2 separate regions of the Mus musculus genome follow, and region 2 is linked to region 1. Evidence: chromatin contacts called from public promoter capture Hi-C data. All regions are on one chromosome and are shown on one strand. Each heading gives the region's core, a stretch centred on a gene start, on an enhancer-like site or on the middle of the called end of the contact. The rest is flanking DNA. Distances are from core to core; before and after follow the strand shown. Region 1 holds the start of Hmx2 (H6 homeobox 2). Region 2 holds the start of Gpr26 (G protein-coupled receptor 26).

Region 1 (4,550 bases), core at 827-3,326:
TAGCTTCGACGACACGGCCCAGATAACTGTGCTTTTGAAAAGCCAAGGGTTAGTTCATGAGTTTGAACATTTCTTTCTGGAATCTCCTCCTCTACCTCCGCGGGAGCGCGCTGGACCTGCTGTGATGAGGCTTCGGAGCTTGTGCCAGGGCCGCGCAGAGCAGGACGCACAAATTGTATTTCAGCGCCGGGTCCTTCCGGGTTAATGAGCTGACACCATGATTAAAGCTGACCATTTGTAATGTGTCTCGACCCCGCCGCAGAGCCCTGAAGAGGTTAATGCGGTGACGGAGGCCGGCACCTGCCCCTCGCCAGCCTCCCGGGCCTGGGCGCGCAGCCTCCTGGCCCTCCGCTCCCTCCCCTGCCCCGTCCCGGCTGCGCCACCGACCCCTAATCAATTAGCCCATTAACGAGCCCTTTGAGGAGTTAAGTAGGGAGAGTTCTGCCACGGGCAGGGCCGCAGTCGGTAACTCAGTGAGGCTAATGATATTATAAGCGCTTTACTCAATAACCCGGGAGCGGTGCAGGCGAGGAACTGCACCGTCACGGTGCAGGCTGGACATTTGTGGGGACCGACTCTACAGTCTCTCTTCACTCTTGGATCTTCTGGCATGTGTCTAAGGAAGGGAACAGGGTTTCTGGGACCTTAAGGGTGCAGCCAGGTTTGGCTGGAAGCTTTGGGTCTCGTTCCTTTCCATAAAGCTTGTGTAGATAACTGTCGCCTCAAATCCCTTTGCTTGCTTTGTTGAGATGACTCTAGATCAGGTAACAGGTGCTCTAGGGATTAAACAAGCAAGAGTCAGGGCTTAGGGAGAGGCCACAAGAAGGAAGGAGAGAGTCAGGTTTTATAAAGCTGTACCTTGACCTCTGAAAGGAAAGCAACACTTCAAATAATTTTAGGATGGGGAAAACGAGGCGTGGAAAGTGTACATATCTTGCCCAAAGACACCCTACCTATATTTAACAGGATCCTGTCCAATTCTAAAAAGTCCCCATACCTACCTACTTCGTTTCCTTCCAGAAGCAGCGTAGCCATTTTGAGACCGCCAGTATTTACCAGCAAAATAAAGTAAATGAGTTTAGCTGCAGTGTGGGAAGGCGAGCTGTGTGGTATTCGGTCAAGGATTAGGAAATAACTATTCTGCACTCTGAGAGTTTATAGGTTTCTAGCTGACACATCATCACAACCAGAGAATGGGGGCAGGCGACACTAAGAAGTTTGCCAGGGGGCAGGGATGCTTCTACTGGGACCAGACTTGTTCAAGTTCACACAGTGCAAATGGCGTTTGCTGGAATGTGAGCCGGAACCTCGGGACATTTGGGGGCTACTCTGTTTCCAAAATCCTCTGCCCCCTTTAGTCAGCGGGGTCTTCAGGTCCAGAGCTGTAGAATTTCTTTGCTCCTGTGTCTCCCAGCGGAGAGCCACATACTGTCAATCCCCAACGCAGCGGGAGAAGACTCGTAGAGCGCTGTTAGTTCCCAAGAGGCTAGAAGGGGTTGAGGACTGGGGAGGGTGGCAGCAGCCTATGGTGTGCATCTTGGATGTGAGAGAGCCCCACCAGCTCGACCCCGGGCGCTGTTCTCGTTTCTGGAGAGGCAAGGCAAAGACCAGGAACACAGGCTGCAATCTAAGCTGCCTTCAGCCCCAGATGTTACGGGCTGGACAGAGCTGATGCGAGTGCGCGTCTAGGCTTGCTCCCGGAGCTTCCCGGTGCTGCGTGCTCGGCCCCAGCTTTTTAAAAAATTCCGGGGCCGCTCCGCGGCGCTGCGATTGGCCGCGGCCGGGTAACCTCTATGCAAATGAGGCCGCGCAGCCTCCGCGTCGCTGGAGACCGGTGGAGTTGTCAAACGAGGAAGGGACATTGGCACCGGGGCTGGGCGGGCTCACCCAGAGCCGGGCCGGCAGGGACCCGCGCACAGCGGTCCGGTGCCTGCGCGTCCTGGAGCAGAAGGGACGCCTCGCCAGCCTCGTAGCCCCCTCCCCTTGCTTTCCCTCCCGCCCCTCCCCCCGCCCGCCTGCCCGCACCACCTTCCACCCAGCCCCGCTCTAAAGGGAGTTCTTGGTTTCCTCCGATTTCTTATGAACCCAGGATGGGCAGCAAGGAAGATGTGGGGAAGGGATGTCCGGCGGCCGGTGGCGTCTCCAGCTTCACCATCCAGTCCATCCTGGGCGGGGGCCCCTCCGAGGCACCGCGGGAGCCCGCCGGGTGGCCAGCCAGGAAACGCAGCCTGTCTGTGTCCTCGGAGGAGGAGGAGCCGGAGGAAGGTTGGAAGGCTCCGGCTTGCTTCTGCCCAGATCCGCACGGCCCCAAGGAGCCAAGCCCTAAGCACCATACCCCCATCCCTTTCCCTTGCCTGGGTAAGGATCGCAGGTCGGGAGTCTGGCCCGAGTGAGCGTGAGCCGATGCGGTGTGTGATTGTCGGAGACGCGGAGCAGGGCATCCCCGGGTCACAGCCGGGCCGCTAGTGGTCCAGGCTAAGGGGAGGGGACTACGCACCCATGGTGCATTCTCGAAAAGGCCGGAAGGGCCGGCGCTGGGGAGAAGTAGAGGAATATTGGGGCGGTAAGGGGAAGACTGGGTAAGGGGAAGGAGGGTGAACCAGAGTGGGCCAGGAACTCTGCGGGCGGTACACAATGCTGGCCAAAATGGTTTCGCACGCCGGGTACTTTCTGTCCTGACTTAGTTCTGCAGGTCTGGTTTGGGTGTTCTGTCAGTCCTGCAGGCTCTATGTCTTTTCCCTCCTCTCGGCCTCTTCTCGAAGTGATTAGTACTCTAAAATGATTGACAGTGCTGAGTTTCAGAGAGGTAAAAGCTAACGGAGGACAGCCAAGGAGTTATGAATAAAATTAGCCCGACTCTCAAAGAAAACGGCCTGTAAAATGATGCTACCTTGTAGAGCTCAGTCCTCAAAGGCAAAAATCACCTTTAAAAAATGGTGTTAATGTCCCCATTCCAGACCCGGTACCACGTTTACTTTTATAAGAGTGGAAGGAGACCCTCCAGCTCGGATTATATGGAACCCTCTTCTGCTGCTTTGAAAGGCCGAGGCTCTGGACTTTGGGCGCTAGCAGGACGCAGTAGAAAAGGAAAGGGTTAGCAATAGGGGAATCAAGGATGCAGGCATCAGTCAACCTCCTTGTCCCCGGCAGAGCTGAGAGTCTTTAAGGCTCATCAACTCCATGGTCATTCTGTTTGTGCTCACTCTTCAGGTACCCCCAAGGGCAGCGGAGGCGCAGGGCCTGCGGCCTCGGAGCGCACGCCATTCCTTTCTCCTTCTCACCCGGACTTTAAGGAAGAGAAGGAGAGGCTTTTGCCGGCGGGCTCGCCTTCTCCGGGCCCGGAGCGGCCACGGGACGGCGGTGCGGAGCGCCAAACCGGAGCGGCCAAGAAGAAGACGCGCACCGTCTTCTCCCGCAGCCAAGTGTACCAGCTCGAGTCTACCTTCGACATGAAACGCTACCTGAGCAGCTCGGAGCGCGCTTGCCTCGCCTCCAGCCTGCAGCTCACCGAGACCCAGGTTAAGACTTGGTTCCAGAATCGCCGCAACAAGTGGAAGCGGCAGCTCTCAGCCGAGCTTGAGGCAGCCAACATGGCACACGCGTCGGCGCAGACTCTCGTGGGCATGCCGCTCGTGTTTCGGGACAGTTCGCTGCTGCGAGTGCCGGTGCCGCGCTCTCTGGCCTTCCCGGCTCCGCTTTATTACCCGAGCAGCAATCTCTCGGCCTTACCGCTCTACAACCTGTACAACAAGCTTGACTACTGACATGCTCGCCCGCCGGCTCCCGGGACGCCCCTGGTCGCCTGCAGCTGCCTGCATAGCCCGGCGCGGTCGGGATCCTTCGCAGAGCTCCGGAGCAGAGCGGCGCGTGTCCAGAAATATTAAGAAATACACCATGTGTATTCGTTATGTCTTATTTATGGCCTCTTTCCTACCTTTTGTTTTGTTTTGTTTTATTTTGTTTTGTTTTGTTTTGAGTATTTATCTGCATTCCTCACGCCAGAGCACCTGCTTTCTACACAAAACCAAACAACTCGCGTTTGAAACTATTTTGGAAGGGGAGGCTCTCGGGTGGTGGTGGGAAGTGGGGTTTTGATTAGGTCGGTTTTGACCAGTAGCAAGAAAAAAAAAAAAACATCAGAAAAACCACCAACAGAACCAGGCAGTCTTTCTCCCATATATACACCTGTATATAGAAAATGTGGTAGGACACAAGCTCAGCCGAGCCGAACCAACTAGGGCTTTGGTCGTTGAACTAATCACTTCTCTTTATTCCCTTCATCTTGAGGATGGGTAGGGGCAAAACGAGGAGAGTACAGATCTGTAAATATTTTTAAAGAGAAAAAAATAAAACGTTTTAAACATGGTTGCTAACTTTGGAGGGATGGATTGTCCCAGGAGACAGCGGCAGAGGAGTTTCTGGATTTTTTTTTTTTTTTTTGCCAGAGCATGCAGGATTCTGTCTCCTCCCTCAGCCCCCAAGGTTCTGCTCTCACCACGTGTGGGTGGGGCTGGGCTCAGAGGTTAAAGGTCGGGATATTGGGGCTGCCC
Region 2 (4,550 bases), core at 1,024-3,523, 410 kb after region 1:
TCCGAAATACCAGCTGTAGTTAACTCTTTCTCTTGTCATTTTTGCAAGAATTAAATCAGATGTGATGTTTGGACAGGTTTTGGCAACTTGTATGCCATGAATTAATGCATTGTAGCCTGTGCTTCCTACAAACACTGGTGGTCCTTTTGTGAGGCCAGAGCATTAGGCCACTGATGGTGGATGTGTCCAGGGCATGGTTAGCATCATCTGTCTAGCCTGACCACTTCTGAGCATCATTTGTAGAGCTAGTAAATGAGGCAAACCTGACTTAGAAACCCCAGGAATCTGAATTTAAACAGCACAGGAAGTCATTCTATAGAACATTATAATGTAAGAATCAAGGATCCACTGGTGTGTCCCAAAACATACTGGTTTACTCCAGAAGCAATCCCTAAACATCCATCTCATCCCAGGGGAGAGGCTTATCAAGACAGTCTGTGGAAGCAGGGAGACACATGGGTGAACAGCCCACATTGTTGTTGTCATCAACCAAGCAAGAGATGAAGATGCACAGCCAACCTGAGTTCTGTAGGCCCCATGAGGAGACCAAGGGCTGAGAAGGATGACAGCATTCTGCTTGCTTTTCTCTTCCCTGAGAGGCAAAACCACTTCCACACAGTATCAACGCAGCTCTAAAAAACAGATAAGGAAGCCAAGACTCGGGGAAGATGGGTGTTTGGCTCAGGGTCTTGTGAGGTCAGTGAGTGATGTGCTGGTAACTGCTTAACCACGGGCTCAGATTGCGGGTGGGGCGGGCTGAGCTGTGACATTTGTTTGTTTCTGTGGTATAAATGCCCTTAGAGTGTCAGGTTTCTATTACCAATGTGCTGCCTCTTAAGGGGGGTTGCAGAAGGGTTCCCAGGCACCCTTGGAAGCTGGTAAGAAGTGGTCCTGTCCTGGGCACTCTTGGGTATATTCATTATAGTGGTGCTTAGCATCTGTCAAGGTGTAGAAGAGAAAGGCCATTGTTCTCTCTGACTTGCAGGTGCTTTAGATTAACCCCCTCCATCCTTGAATCTATGTGAGGGAAGATAATTAGTGTGATGGGGGAGACACAACAGCTCCCTTAGGGAAACTGTCTATATTTGGTTTCTTTCAGACTGAGGTCTGGCTATGTACAGTCATCACTGGCCATCTCACCAGGCTCTGAAATACAGTGTAGGTGGTCACTGGAGGAGGTAGCATCCCATAGAAAGGCAAGAGACTGAGGAAGCTCTGAAAGTTGTCACCTGTCTGTCCACCAAGCACCTTTGAAACTACGGAGTCTGGACTAGGGATAGAAGAGACACAGTTCCCACATGTTTACCTGAGGGGAGGCTGAGACCCTTTATGTCCCAAACTCTGATGATCTGGATCAAACAGAGACATCCGCTATCCTCCCATTCTCTGAACAGTTCATCCACATGCCTAATAAGCTTATACTCGCTGGCTCGCCACACCCAGAATGGACAGGACAGCAGCTGGCCCAGGACACAATGAGTGTCCAGAACCAGCTACACCAGGACTACTTCTGATGACCATGGACAGAGTGTGTTCTTGACTGATGGCATGCCCAAGGGATGTCCCGGTGAGCCTCAAGTGACCTTGCACCATATCTGAGAGTGTAGCTGAATGACTAGAGAGTGAAGAGACGAAGCTCTGGAGACTCAGTGTCCAGCAGTACAGCAACTGCCTGCAGATAGATGAGGGGAGATCTCAGGAGATCTCTGGCCATAATGCAAGACAGAACTGTGAATTCTATCCCAGCTCAGCAGAAGCCTAGCCAAGCTCCCCAGTTCATCTTAGATAACAGCAGCAATCCTAGATGCTGGGCAGCTATGGGGCAGGTGGACTGGGTCAAGGTCTGGTCACCTAGGCAGGGACAAGCAGCACTGGGACATGAGGGTGCCCAGACATTCTTCCCTTTTCCTAGATTTCTTGACTCAGCCTGTCTCCAGCTCATATAGGGGAGGATAGAAAGGAAGGGGAGGAGGGGAGCCACTGGGAGCCAGCCATTCTGCAAGGGAGCCGGTAGGGCTCCTTCCCTCCAAGTGTGTGTGTGTGTGTATGTGTGTGTGTGTGTGTGTGTGTGTGAGAGAGAGAGAGAGAGAGAGAGAGAGAGAGAGAGAGAGAATCGGTGGGATTTCCTTCTCAGAAGCAGCCAGTTTCCTAAGAGAAAAAAGAGAGAAAGGAGAAAGAAAGGGAGGAGAAAATTGGAGGTGGGAGAGACAGAAGGGGGAGGGGGCAGAAAGTGAGAGCACACAGGAGACTGAGCACAGAGGCAGAGAGAGGGAGACAGAGAGAAAGCCACAAAGCAGAAGGGTGTGCGGAGCAGAGCCAGAGCTGAGAGGGACCCAGTAAGGGCGGGTGCAGGCAGACGCAAAGCCAGTGACCACAGGAGACTGCGACCCCGGATTCCAGGGCACTTCAGGAGGTCAGAGGAGCACAGGCCAAGAGGTGGTGCGGGACTGGGAGTGAACACTCGCCTAGGTGATCGCCGGTGAGGTGACCCCAGACTCCGAGTGGTTCCGTGCCCAGGTGCTCGCCTGGGAGGTGGCGCGGGGCTCCGGGAGGCTGCGTGCCTAGGTGCTGGCCCAGGGGGTGGCGCGGGCTTCTGGGTTGGTGGATGCCCTCTGGGTAGCCATGGCGACAAGGGCCAGGGGTCGCTGGGCTGCCGTGTCGCCTAGGGGCTGAGTCGACAGCAGGCTGCGCCATGGCGGCGCGGGGTTGCGGGCCCTGAGCGCCAGCGGCGGGCGCGCACCATGAACTCGTGGGACGCGGGCCTGGCGGGGCTGCTGGTGGGCACTATCGGCGTGTCGCTGCTGTCCAACGGGCTGGTGCTGCTCTGCCTCCTGCACAGCGCTGACATCCGCCGCCAGGCGCCGGCGCTCTTCACTCTCAACCTCACGTGTGGCAACCTGCTGTGTACCGTGGTCAACATGCCACTAACACTGGCCGGCGTCGTGGCACAACGGCAGCCGGCCGGGGACCGCCTGTGCCGCCTGGCCGCCTTCCTCGACACCTTTCTGGCCGCCAACTCCATGCTCAGCATGGCCGCGCTCAGCATCGACCGCTGGGTGGCTGTGGTCTTTCCGCTGAGCTACCGTGCCAAGATGCGCCTCCGAGATGCCGCCTTCATGGTGGCCTACACGTGGCTGCACGCGCTCACCTTCCCGGCCACCGCGCTCGCCCTGTCCTGGCTCGGCTTCCACCAGCTATATGCCTCGTGCACACTGTGCAGCCGGCGGCCGGACGAGCGCCTGCGCTTTGCTGTCTTCACCAGCGCCTTCCATGCGCTCAGCTTCCTGCTCTCCTTCATCGTGCTCTGCTTCACGTACCTCAAGGTGCTCAAGGTGGCCCGCTTCCACTGCAAGCGCATCGACGTGATCACCATGCAGACGCTTGTGCTGTTGGTGGACATACACCCCAGGTGAGTGCCCTGACCCAAGACTCTGAGCACTTGGTATTGAGTTAGGAAGGTCCCAGCATCCCGGGAGATCCCCTTTCTGCATCAATGGCATTAAGCACGGGTGGAATAGCAGATCCTGTTTAAACGGGTGCCTAGAGCTTCACTTTCTGAAACATGGGACTGAAACCCCAGCCAGAACATCTTGTTACCCTTATACTCTGGGCAGTGAACTCTGTTCACTTTTCGAAGCTTGAAAGTGGTTTGGATCTGAGAGGGGTATCTAGAGGATTGGAAAACCCTTAAGAACTCTTCAAATGGTGGGTGTTATTCCTCTGGGTCTTTGCAGTCCTGGGTGTGGTGCCACCTGGATCTCCTCGCATGAGTCCTCATTAAACAGAATCCATAGCACCTTCTCCCAGTGATGAGCTCTGAGGGCCCCAGTTCTTCTTGCCTTCCTAGAAGGTTCAGTCCATCGTTTTCTAGACTTGGAACCTCAAGGTCCCTTAAAGAATTTGTATCTCAGGTTTCTGAAACCAAGCCTGCCCACCACTTCCATTCTGTTGACTTGCTATTTCTTTGGAGAAGAAGGAGGGAGGCAAATGGAAAGATGGACTGGGAACCTCCGTGGTCCTTAGTGTTCCTTAGGGAGAAGAGGAGGAAACTGTCAATCGGGCTGTTCTGAGCTCACCTCATCTTTCCTCTTGAGACTAGGACATCAAGAGGGAGGGTGCTTCTGTGGCCTCTGCCAGTTTATATACATTAAAAGCAGACTCCCTCTCTGCTGCCTGGGACTTAGGAGTCCACTTGACACAGAAGATACAGCACACAGGGAGCAATAGTGATGGACAGTTAGGCTTCAATGTGTGAGCAGAGCCCCAGGATGTGGGGAGCCTTGGGGAATGGAATGTAGACCCCAATGTATATTCACCCTCCAGGGCACAGTGGACAGACTGAGCAAAAGCCTTTGTGAAGCTTCCCTGCCTTGAGCAATGTCACTATGCTGAATGTTACTCTACCCGCTCATCAGAAGGGCATGGCTGAGTGTGTCTACTGCCACCCCCTGAGCACACATTCAAGATGACATGGTGGTCCAGTCTTTCCCAAATAAAATCTTCCCCACAGAAGCTTAAACCAAATGTGCTTACATCAGCTCTCTCAGCAA

What was found. Promoter capture Hi-C pulls out the DNA fragments that hold promoters and counts their contacts.
Region 2: a contact with region 1 is called in a promoter capture Hi-C map of embryonic stem cells, with 2.2 times the contacts expected there. The contact joins the promoter of Gpr26 here to the promoter of Hmx2 in region 1. A contact is called at or near these places in 2 of 39 promoter capture datasets (both in embryonic stem cells), 1 of 484 Hi-C or Micro-C datasets (embryonic stem cells) and 1 of 115 datasets of contacts at active chromatin or transcription factors (embryonic forebrain).

The regions. Positions count from the first base shown.
Region 1 is chr7:131,552,217-131,556,766 of GRCm38.p6, forward strand. It overlaps Hmx2 (H6 homeobox 2), which reads left to right and starts at 2,077. Exons shown (of 2, transcript NM_145998.4): 1 at 2,077-2,358; 2 at 3,211-4,550. The coding sequence starts at 2,091. The coding sequence ends at 3,764.
Region 2 is chr7:131,964,187-131,968,736 of GRCm38.p6, forward strand. It overlaps Gpr26 (G protein-coupled receptor 26), which reads left to right and starts at 2,274. Exons shown (of 3, transcript NM_173410.3): 1 at 2,274-3,409. The coding sequence starts at 2,742.